Regions from separate parts of the Mus musculus genome. Here regions 1 and 3 are each linked to region 2. The links are chromatin contacts, called in public HiChIP or PLAC-seq and promoter capture Hi-C maps. All regions are on one chromosome and are shown on one strand. Each heading gives the region's core, a stretch centred on a gene start, on an enhancer-like site or on the middle of the called end of the contact. The rest is flanking DNA. Distances are from core to core; before and after follow the strand shown.

Region 1 (2,859 bases), core at 289-2,788, 2.1 Mb after region 2:
TGAACACATGCCGTTAGGAAAGGGAAGGGATGGATCCAAGGGTTGGGGTAGGGGGGGTGAGGGGGGAGGCAAGCCGAGGAAAGAGTATAGATGTAGAGAACCGTAAGGGAGGAACAAGTTCTAAGTTCTAAGGATGACACTTTGGGCCAACAGCTCTGAAGCAAAGCATTCAGATGTAGAAGAGGACTGGGGTCCAGAACCCCTTGTTCTGAAACAGACAGCATCCTAAGGACCACAGCCCCTCAGTCCCAGAAGTGGTACAAACGTTGAGAGTCCCTTCTAGTTCTAGTAGTTTGTCCTTTCTGGGACACAGCAGGTACTCAGATATGATCTACTATGTAAAACTTCTTTTACAATTACCCTCAGTAATCAGGATTGGCATTTGTAGATTAAAAGGCACCATAAAGCTATACTATTAAAACAGTGTGGCAACATTGGCCAAGTGAGTGAAGGAGCTCAGATCATCTGGAAGTGGTTTCGGATGTAAGTCAACAATAACTATGACAAGATGACATTGTAGAATAGAGCACAATAAATCAGTCAGAAAGGAGGGCTGGAACAAGGCGTAAACCAGTTATTTAGGTAGAAAGCTCTGTTGTTCTTGTGTGTGGCACCATGAACCTGGGTGGTATAATTCCCAACACCCCACTGACTCTGATCCTGTTTCCCACTATAAGTTCAGAGAACCATAAAGCTGTGACTGGATGTGATAGCAGACACTGGCTATCAGTCAGCTGTCATGGCTGAGAGGAATAGGAAACAGAGGTGACAAATTATCTGCAAGAGCAGGCCCTGGTCTCTAGATCAAGAGATCTTGATCAAGAAATCAAGAGATCTGCTCTCCAGATTGACTGTCATCAATGTTTGGCATCATGGTAGCATGAGCTGAGACCAACAGGAAGACACTCCACGTGGGTGGCCAGCTTTCTAGATGTCCGTGGGGGTGAGGGGCGCTATAACATGGGGGATTTCAGTCAGAACAACCCAGGTCACTCAGGCCATCATGCCATCACTGGGGTTCAGCCACGACACCGTGAGTCTGTCAGGTATCAGTCAGGGCACTCCAGCCACCACAAGCCGTCGGGGTTCAGTCAGGTCCCGGTGAGTCTGTCAGGTATCAGTCAGGAAACTCCAGGATACCCTGGATACGTCGGCGCTCAGGACACCCCAAAACCCTGTGAAGCCCTCGGGCCTCGTGCTCTGTGACCCCTGGAGTCACTTCCGGATCAGGCTCGACGGCCCGCTCTTGTCTTCCGTCAGTGGCGACGGTGTGGGAGGAATTCCCAGGCCTGGGGACAGGGAGCCCTAGCTCGGGTCGGGGTCGTGACCTTGGCGATCCCCCCGAGTCCCGAGCTCCGCTTGTCTCGCTACACCCGACGCCAGGAAGTTCCCCGAGGGCGCCGGAGGCGGGCGCCGCACCCACACTCACTCAAAGACGTGCTCCGAAGTCCAGATCTTCATGGTGCCAGCTGCCTGCCCGGTGTCCCTCAGTGTCCGGGGACAGTGAGGCACAGAAGTTCGCCGGCCCCGCCCCGTCCCGGCCGGCCGGCCTCGCAGCGCGCAGGCGCCGTCGAGCCAGGCGCTAGGACGCCCGGAAGTGCCATCCCGCGGCCTAGCCAAGCCGGGTTTGGCTCCGCCCCGCGGCGCAGTCCTGCCCAGTCTTCTTGGCTCAGAGCAACCAAGCCCCGCCCCCCATGCTCGGCGCAATCAAGTCCCTCCTTCGTGAAGGCTCAGTGCGCCGGCGCAGAGCCGAAAAGTGAGGCGGCCGGCCGGCGCCGCACTACGCATGCGCGGGCCTTGGCGGCGGGACTTTTTGGCTGGTTTGGCGGGTTGCTGATATGTGTCTAAAGTTCTCATTGGATGTGGCTGAGCCTGGCGGCGTTTGCCAGAGTACGGTTTTGTGGTGTGGTCTTAGAGAGTTAGTCCCACCTCTTCAATCTAAGCAGTGGGGTGGCGGGACAGGGGTGGTTTCAATCAGCACCCGTGCCCTTGCCAGCCCAGGGTTGGTTACCCTTGGTGGAACAGGCCACCCAGACAGGGCTGGACCAATTGCTCTACGGTCATAGGTCATCTCCATCACCATTTCTCAGTGATGCCCACGCCCTCCTGTGCCTCCACAACTTCCTGTTACATATTCCTCAGCAATTACCACTCTGGAGTCATCTTGTTTATCTGTTAGCTCCCATTGTAAGTCATCCCCCAGAAAGCCAGCCCTGGCCTGTCTCCATCATGGCACTCAGCACCTCTGGATAGCAGGGGTTTAAAGGTTATTGAAAATGAAATAGTTATTTGAGGAATGAATTAATTAGGCCATTTAGTTTATCTGCTTGACTTCTAGTCTGTAGGCACGTGAGGGTGAGGCTCTTGCTAGGCTTGTTCAGTGATTTCCTCCCTGTACCTAATAATTACAGATGACATTCGTGAGAGAATGACTAAGAAGTGAGGGGGCAGGAGCGGATGGCATGTGGTTCTATTCAGAGATGTGCCGGGTAAGATGGACGAACTGCTTGGCTTGGGTTTCAGGTGTAGCTTCCCACCTCTGCGCACCCTGTTCCCCGCATCCTGTGCCTCCCGACAGAACAATTTGCCTTTTGAAATGACAGTTGGAGGAAAATCTTTGCATCTCGGTACTTAAAGAGCTACTTAGAATTACCCTTTGTCCCTAGTTTGTTCAATTGTTAAAAACAAATAAAGCCAGGTTAATTTAGGAGGGTGGATCATTTTTTTTTTTAAAATAGCCAAAGCAGTTTATATTTTAAAAGATAGAAAAATTATATTAGACAGGAAGGAAATAATATGGTTGGTAGCTGCTAAGTGTAATTTGTTTTACCTGGGGGATTATATATATATATATTCAGT
Region 2 (2,700 bases), core at 76-2,575:
AGGGAGCATGTGGCTGACAGCTACTTCTATTTGCTAAGACAGATTCACACCGTAGTCCAGACTGGCCTAGAACTCTGAGGTGGCCCAGAACAGCCTTAAAGTCGCAGCTGTTCTCCTGTCTCAGCACTGTAGATGTGGGGGTGGGAGCATGCCCGGTTCTACATTTGTCTAGAGCCTGTTCATCCTGTCTAGTCATTGTCACCCCCTTTCGCTACTGTCGCCTGCAGATTGCTGATCACTGGTTCCTTAAAGACCATTTAAAATAGAGACAGCATTCTATCTGTTTGCTTGTTTTGATTGCATTTATTTTATCTGGGGAGGGAAGTATGCACACGAGTGGCAGTATGCATGCAGAGGTCAGAAAGACAGCTTGCAGGAGTCCTCTTCTCCCACCGTGTAATTCCAATAACTCCAACAAGTTTTCAGCTTAGCAGCTGACAGCTTCACCCACTGAACCATCTCACTGGTTCAATTTTTTTAAATTTACTTTTTTTTTCCACTTTGAGTTCGGGGCTGGCCCCAAACTTACTTTGTAAGTCAGGCTATCATTAAACTCACTGAGATTAGCCAGCCTCTGCTTTCTGGGAGTGCTGGTATCAAAGGAGAGTGCCACCGTGGTCTGGCTATGGCATGCTTTTTAAATCTCACACCTGGGAGGCAAAAATAGGTGGGTCTTGGTGAGTTTAAGGCCAGCCTGGTCTACAGATCGAATCCCAGGGGAGCTGGGAGGAGCTGCTTAGAAGAGGGGACCCTTATGCTGAAATGAAATGAAGCCTAAGCTAGTTTTGGGTTTTTGTTTTGTTTTCTTATTTGTTTGTTTGGTTTTTTTGGGGTTGTTTGTTTGTTTGTTTGTTTTTGGTTTTGGTTTTGTTTGTTTTTTGGTTTTTTTTTTTTTGTACTCCGTGGCTCCTCTCTGGATATTGGGTCTGAGTTGAGGGAAACTTTAAACTTGGGAAGTCGTGAGGACTCCACTTCATGAGTTCAGAGCACTCGCTTGACACAAAGAGCCAAGTGTGGGGCAGTATCTGGTGCTCTCAGCAGCGCCCGCTAAAATATAACCACGGAGAATTGGAGTGAAGGTGTAGAAAACGTGGGGTTCAGAGCAGGGCAGTTTACTCCTGTTACCCCAGCTGTCACACCGCAGGGGACAGGAAGGAAGACATGCTGACCCTCAGCGGAAGTCCAGCAGCTTTGCTTCATCATGGAAATGTGTTGCCTCGCTGGGTGGGAATTGTTCCATTAGTCTTCAAGGGACAAGAATGCGGTGTGATCCTACGCTGGGCTGCTCAAAGTAGGAACTTCACCTTGTAAAGCAGAAGGGTGGGTTTTTTTTTTTTTTTTTTTTTCTCCTTCTTCTTCTTTTGTGGTTTCACACAGCAAAGGAGTGTCAGCCTCCACTTACCATGAAGTGGGACAGCAGGCATGGAGGCGTGGGTGTGGCCTGAAGCTCTGGCCCCGCCTCCCCCGTTCCTTTCATTTGACTCTCTTTACTTGAAAGAATCATCTCGACTGTTTCCATGTGTTGGCAAACAGTTCCATAGAATCCAGCTCCTGGGAACCAGCCAGCAGCATGCAGTGATATTGCATCATTGGTCCCTGGAACCAGATATATCAGCGGCAGAACTCCGAGGACCCTGCTCACATCACAGCCATGAGAGGCACCAGCATCAGAGAGGGTGCGCCCAAGGTGAGTGACTGATTGGGGCTGAGTGCATGAGAGCAACAGTTGACTCAACTGTTTTTATCTTTGGGTCTCTAATGAACACGAAGGGTAGGTTATTAGTGGCAGGCAGGTTTGGAATGAGAAAGCTTTGCTCTTTACCAGTTGTTGGTTTCAAGATGACTGGAAATGATGGGGTGAAATCGGCAGGAGGCAGACAGCCCAAGCCCCCACTGTGTGTCTCTTCACCACTCAGCAAACTTCTTAAACATTCTCTCTTTCTCTGCATCCTGAAGGTGCTTAGTGTGGCTCTCAAGGATTCTGACTGGCTTGGGGCACTCACTTCTCTTGAATAGAGAGAGCTTAGACCTTGGCTCTACTCTTGCTAACTCCAATAAGGACACCCATGAACTGCCTTCGTGTTCCTTTGGGCGCTGGGGACTGGAACTCTGGTACAAACTGCAAGTCTGGGCCAGGAACCAAGAGACGGTCCTATAGCATATGTATAGCATGGCACACTGCTAACCCAAGAAGGGCACTGGAGCCTGAGATGTGACGATGGTACTTGCAATACAGGCATAAGGACCTGAATTCAGTACCCAGTACCCACATAAAAAAACAAAAAACAAAAAACAAAAACAAACAAAAAAAACAGGCATGAAAGCGTGTACCTGTAACCCCAGAGACGGCAAGGAGGTGACAGCAAGGTCCCTGTAGTTCTCTGGCCAGCATCCCTAAGACAAGCAACTCCAACTCCACACACACACACACACACACACACACACACACACACACACACACACACAAATAAAGTGGGTGGGTGATGGAGAAGGACATTGTGACATCAACTTTTGGGTTTCACACACCCATACTGTATGCGGGGGCTTGGGGAGAAGGAGGAGAGATCACAAGGAAAGTGAAGCTCACAGTCGTTGCTTTTCTGTCCCCTCCTATTCTTTCAAAATGTGATAGAATGGTAGATACAAAAGAGCCATGAAACAGTTGCTAAATGGGAGGCTGCTTGCCGGAATTAAATGTTG
Region 3 (2,700 bases), core at 44-2,543, 2.0 Mb after region 2:
ACATGTTCACCTCAAATGCCAGCTGCTACTGAGAAGCAGTTTCACTTCCACGCCCCACAAACCAACTGTGAACTCAGTGATTTTGCAACACCGGTCCCATGGTTCTCAATGGCTGAAGTCACAAGTTCTGAGGAAGGGAAGGTTCCTGGGAGCCACTTGTCACCAGATTCCAGCCCAAGCCTGTCCCACAGAGGCCCTAGTAGGCCCACAGGAGAGAACTCCAGAATGACACAGCCACCTCACTCTGGCTGAGGGGAAATCCAAGTCTGAATCATGGTACAGGGCCATGGGCCCCTGTAGCCCCGGGCTATGGCTATCATGGCTCACCTAAAGGTAGATTGGATGGTGAAGTGCAGCCACCCACCTGGCCAAGATACTGGCCCTGCCCTAGGCTTAGCATGGAGCGCCAGGCCACCTACCTGCCATGGCACTGGTGCTGCCGTGGGCCCAGCAGGAACCACAGTACTGTGGGATGTGCTGGTTCCTGGTGACGCTGGCATAGTTGACACCGTTCACATTTCTCCAGTCCCAATTCTTGGGGAGATCCGCTGGGGACAGGTACTCATGCGGCCGAGGATAAGTCCTGGGAGGACATCATGGCAATGGAAACCAACTCTGGAACGCATAGGGCCTCCCCTCTCCCTACCCCCACCAGGGCCACAAATCCAGTCATTTCTCCTGTTGGCCTTCTTCCCAAACTGTGGTCGGTTCAGAACTTGACCCAGAAGAGCCACCAGCAGAACCCAGGACTATTGGAAGCTGAATGTGACAGAGCATCTCCGAAATACGCTAATGCTCACTAACAAAGGCAGTAGAGGCGAGAACTGCCCAAACCAGCAAACCCCAGAGCTCCCCGGATGTGAAAATCATCCCAAAAGGAAGGGATGGGATTTGTGCTTCCCAGGCCTAATGAGGGAGGATGGGGCAAGGTCCCAAGTGTCAGGGGGTGCGCGCCTGGCCTAGAAGTTGACCCTTTTCCTCCCTAGGCACAGCCCCGCGCCCACCTGCGCCCCAGCAGAGCCAGCTGGTCCCCGCGAATGGGATGGTAGCAAGTCTGGCCCGAGCGGAAGTAGAGTCTGGCCCGTGCCGCACTCGCCAACAGCAACATCAGCAGCACCAGGGGCAGCTGCTGCACCGACCCCGACGACGCCATGCTCCTGCTCCGGGCCAATTCGGATCCTGGATCACGCGCAGCACCTTCGACCTCTTGACCCGACCCGCAGGCCCACGCGCTCGGGACGCCCCGCCCGGTCCTTTAGGAGGCGCCCAAGTTGGACACACCCCGAGGGCGGGGCCTTCCCCGCTGCTCCTGCCCCCGCCCCGCCCCGCTCGGCAGCCCCCAGGAGATAATCTGCCTCACTAGGAATCAAACAACCGGATCAGCAGAACCTGGGGTCACACAACCAGACCCCAGACCTGACAGTGCCACCAGCCATTGTGATAACACGGACTGACAGCAAAACTTAAGTTTACTATTCAGAGACCCAGGCATCCTGGAGCAGGGTAGGGCTCAGCAGGCTTCCATTGGCCCACTCAGCCCAGATTCTTTTGTTTCTCTGCTCTGGAGTGTGGTGCAGTGTCCCATTAGGTTAGGTCTCCCTAGGAGCGCACAGAGATATCCTGAGGCTGGAAGAAGGTGTGGGTCATACCCAGCATTGGACTCTAGCCTGGCTTTCTGAGCCCCTCCTCTCCACCCCCCAAGACCCAGGCTTTTCCTGAAGAGACAGCTCTCCTTCACAGAGAAGGATCCTTCCAGGATTACTCTTTTCTTTTTTCTTTTTTTTCTTTTTTTTCACTTGGCACATATATCGTGAGTCCCTGGGGTTCTGGAAAGGGTCCCTGCTAACCAGACTCTTCCAAGATGAGGAACTGAGAAAGAAGTGGGACCTGGCCAGCCTAGGTTTCGTAATGGGAGAATTTCCCCTTCCCCCTGTGCCCCGTGAGCTATTGTCAGCAGTCCCAGGCCACAAAGCTATCTCTTCTTCTGTAAGAAACATCCCCTGGTGTTTTATCTCAGGCTCTCTCCAGGTGGTGGGTGTGAGATTCCTGATGCGCGATGGCCAGTGGGGCTACAGCCATTCCTCTGTCTGTGGATAGGGGCAGTCAGAAATCATAATGGCTGTCTTGCTGCCTGCCTTTCCAGATCACCCAGGATTCCAACAAGACTCAAAAGCCTGCTGGATACCTCCTGTCAGAGAGCAGAACAAGACCTCAGAAGCAAACTTGGGGCTACCCTTAACAACGCAAGAGTTTTGTTCCCTGTTGCTATAAAGTAGTCACGGAGGCAAATGAACACTGGCATCTGTATGTTGAAATCTTTCATCCTGGGGGGTCATGGCAACCTCTCCCTTCTGCTGGGTGGTAAGTAGCCTGGTAGGAATGAGGGCCTCCCAAGGCCCAGGCAGAGACCTGAGTTCCCTAAGCCAGTTCTCCCCAGTAGTGACCATGCATTGACCTTAGAGCCCTTCGGTCCACTCTGGGGGAGTGTCGCCTCCCACGTGGGTTCCACATGGGCTCTCTCTCGCAGGAAGGGGACAATTGGTCTTGGCGATTCTATGGCATCCCACAGGCAAGGTCTAGTGAAGAGCACAATAGGGCAGCAGCGTTTATCGGGAGAGTGTGTACTCAGTGTGCTCACGGTCCCAAGTTCAATCCCTGGCACAGATAACGAGCAAATGAATGAGTGGAGTTTTAAAATTA

What was found. Promoter capture Hi-C pulls out the DNA fragments that hold promoters and counts their contacts. HiChIP or PLAC-seq counts read pairs in DNA pulled down with a chosen protein or histone mark.
Region 1: a contact with region 2 is called in a promoter capture Hi-C map of pre-B cells, with 4 times the contacts expected there. The contact joins the promoter of Prelid3b here to the promoter of Cass4 in region 2. A contact is called at or near these places in 3 of 39 promoter capture datasets (liver, neutrophils and pre-B cells) and 2 of 115 datasets of contacts at active chromatin or transcription factors (pro-B cells and thymic regulatory T cells).
Region 3: a contact with region 2 is called in an H3K27ac HiChIP or PLAC-seq map of bone marrow-derived dendritic cells, with 9 times the contacts expected there. The contact joins the promoter of Ctsz here to the promoter of Cass4 in region 2. A contact is called at or near these places in 1 of 39 promoter capture datasets (pre-B cells), 1 of 484 Hi-C or Micro-C datasets (B cells) and 1 of 115 datasets of contacts at active chromatin or transcription factors (bone marrow-derived dendritic cells).

The regions. Positions count from the first base shown.
Region 1 is chr2:174,471,403-174,474,261 of GRCm38.p6, forward strand. It overlaps Prelid3b (PRELI domain containing 3B), which reads right to left and starts at 1,539. Exons shown (of 6, transcript NM_025531.2): 1 at 1,430-1,539. The coding sequence starts at 1,461. Gm38546 (a long non-coding RNA gene) reads left to right here and starts at 1,609. Exons shown (of 2, transcript XR_867090.2): 1 at 1,609-2,187; 2 at 2,412-2,707.
Region 2 is chr2:172,392,319-172,395,018 of GRCm38.p6, forward strand. It overlaps Cass4 (Cas scaffolding protein family member 4), which reads left to right and starts at 1,326. Exons shown (of 7, transcript NM_001080820.3): 1 at 1,326-1,687. The coding sequence starts at 1,652.
Region 3 is chr2:174,437,746-174,440,445 of GRCm38.p6, forward strand. Ctsz (cathepsin Z) reads right to left here and starts at 1,294. Exons shown (of 6, transcript NM_022325.5): 1 at 1,005-1,294; 2 at 420-583. The coding sequence starts at 1,153.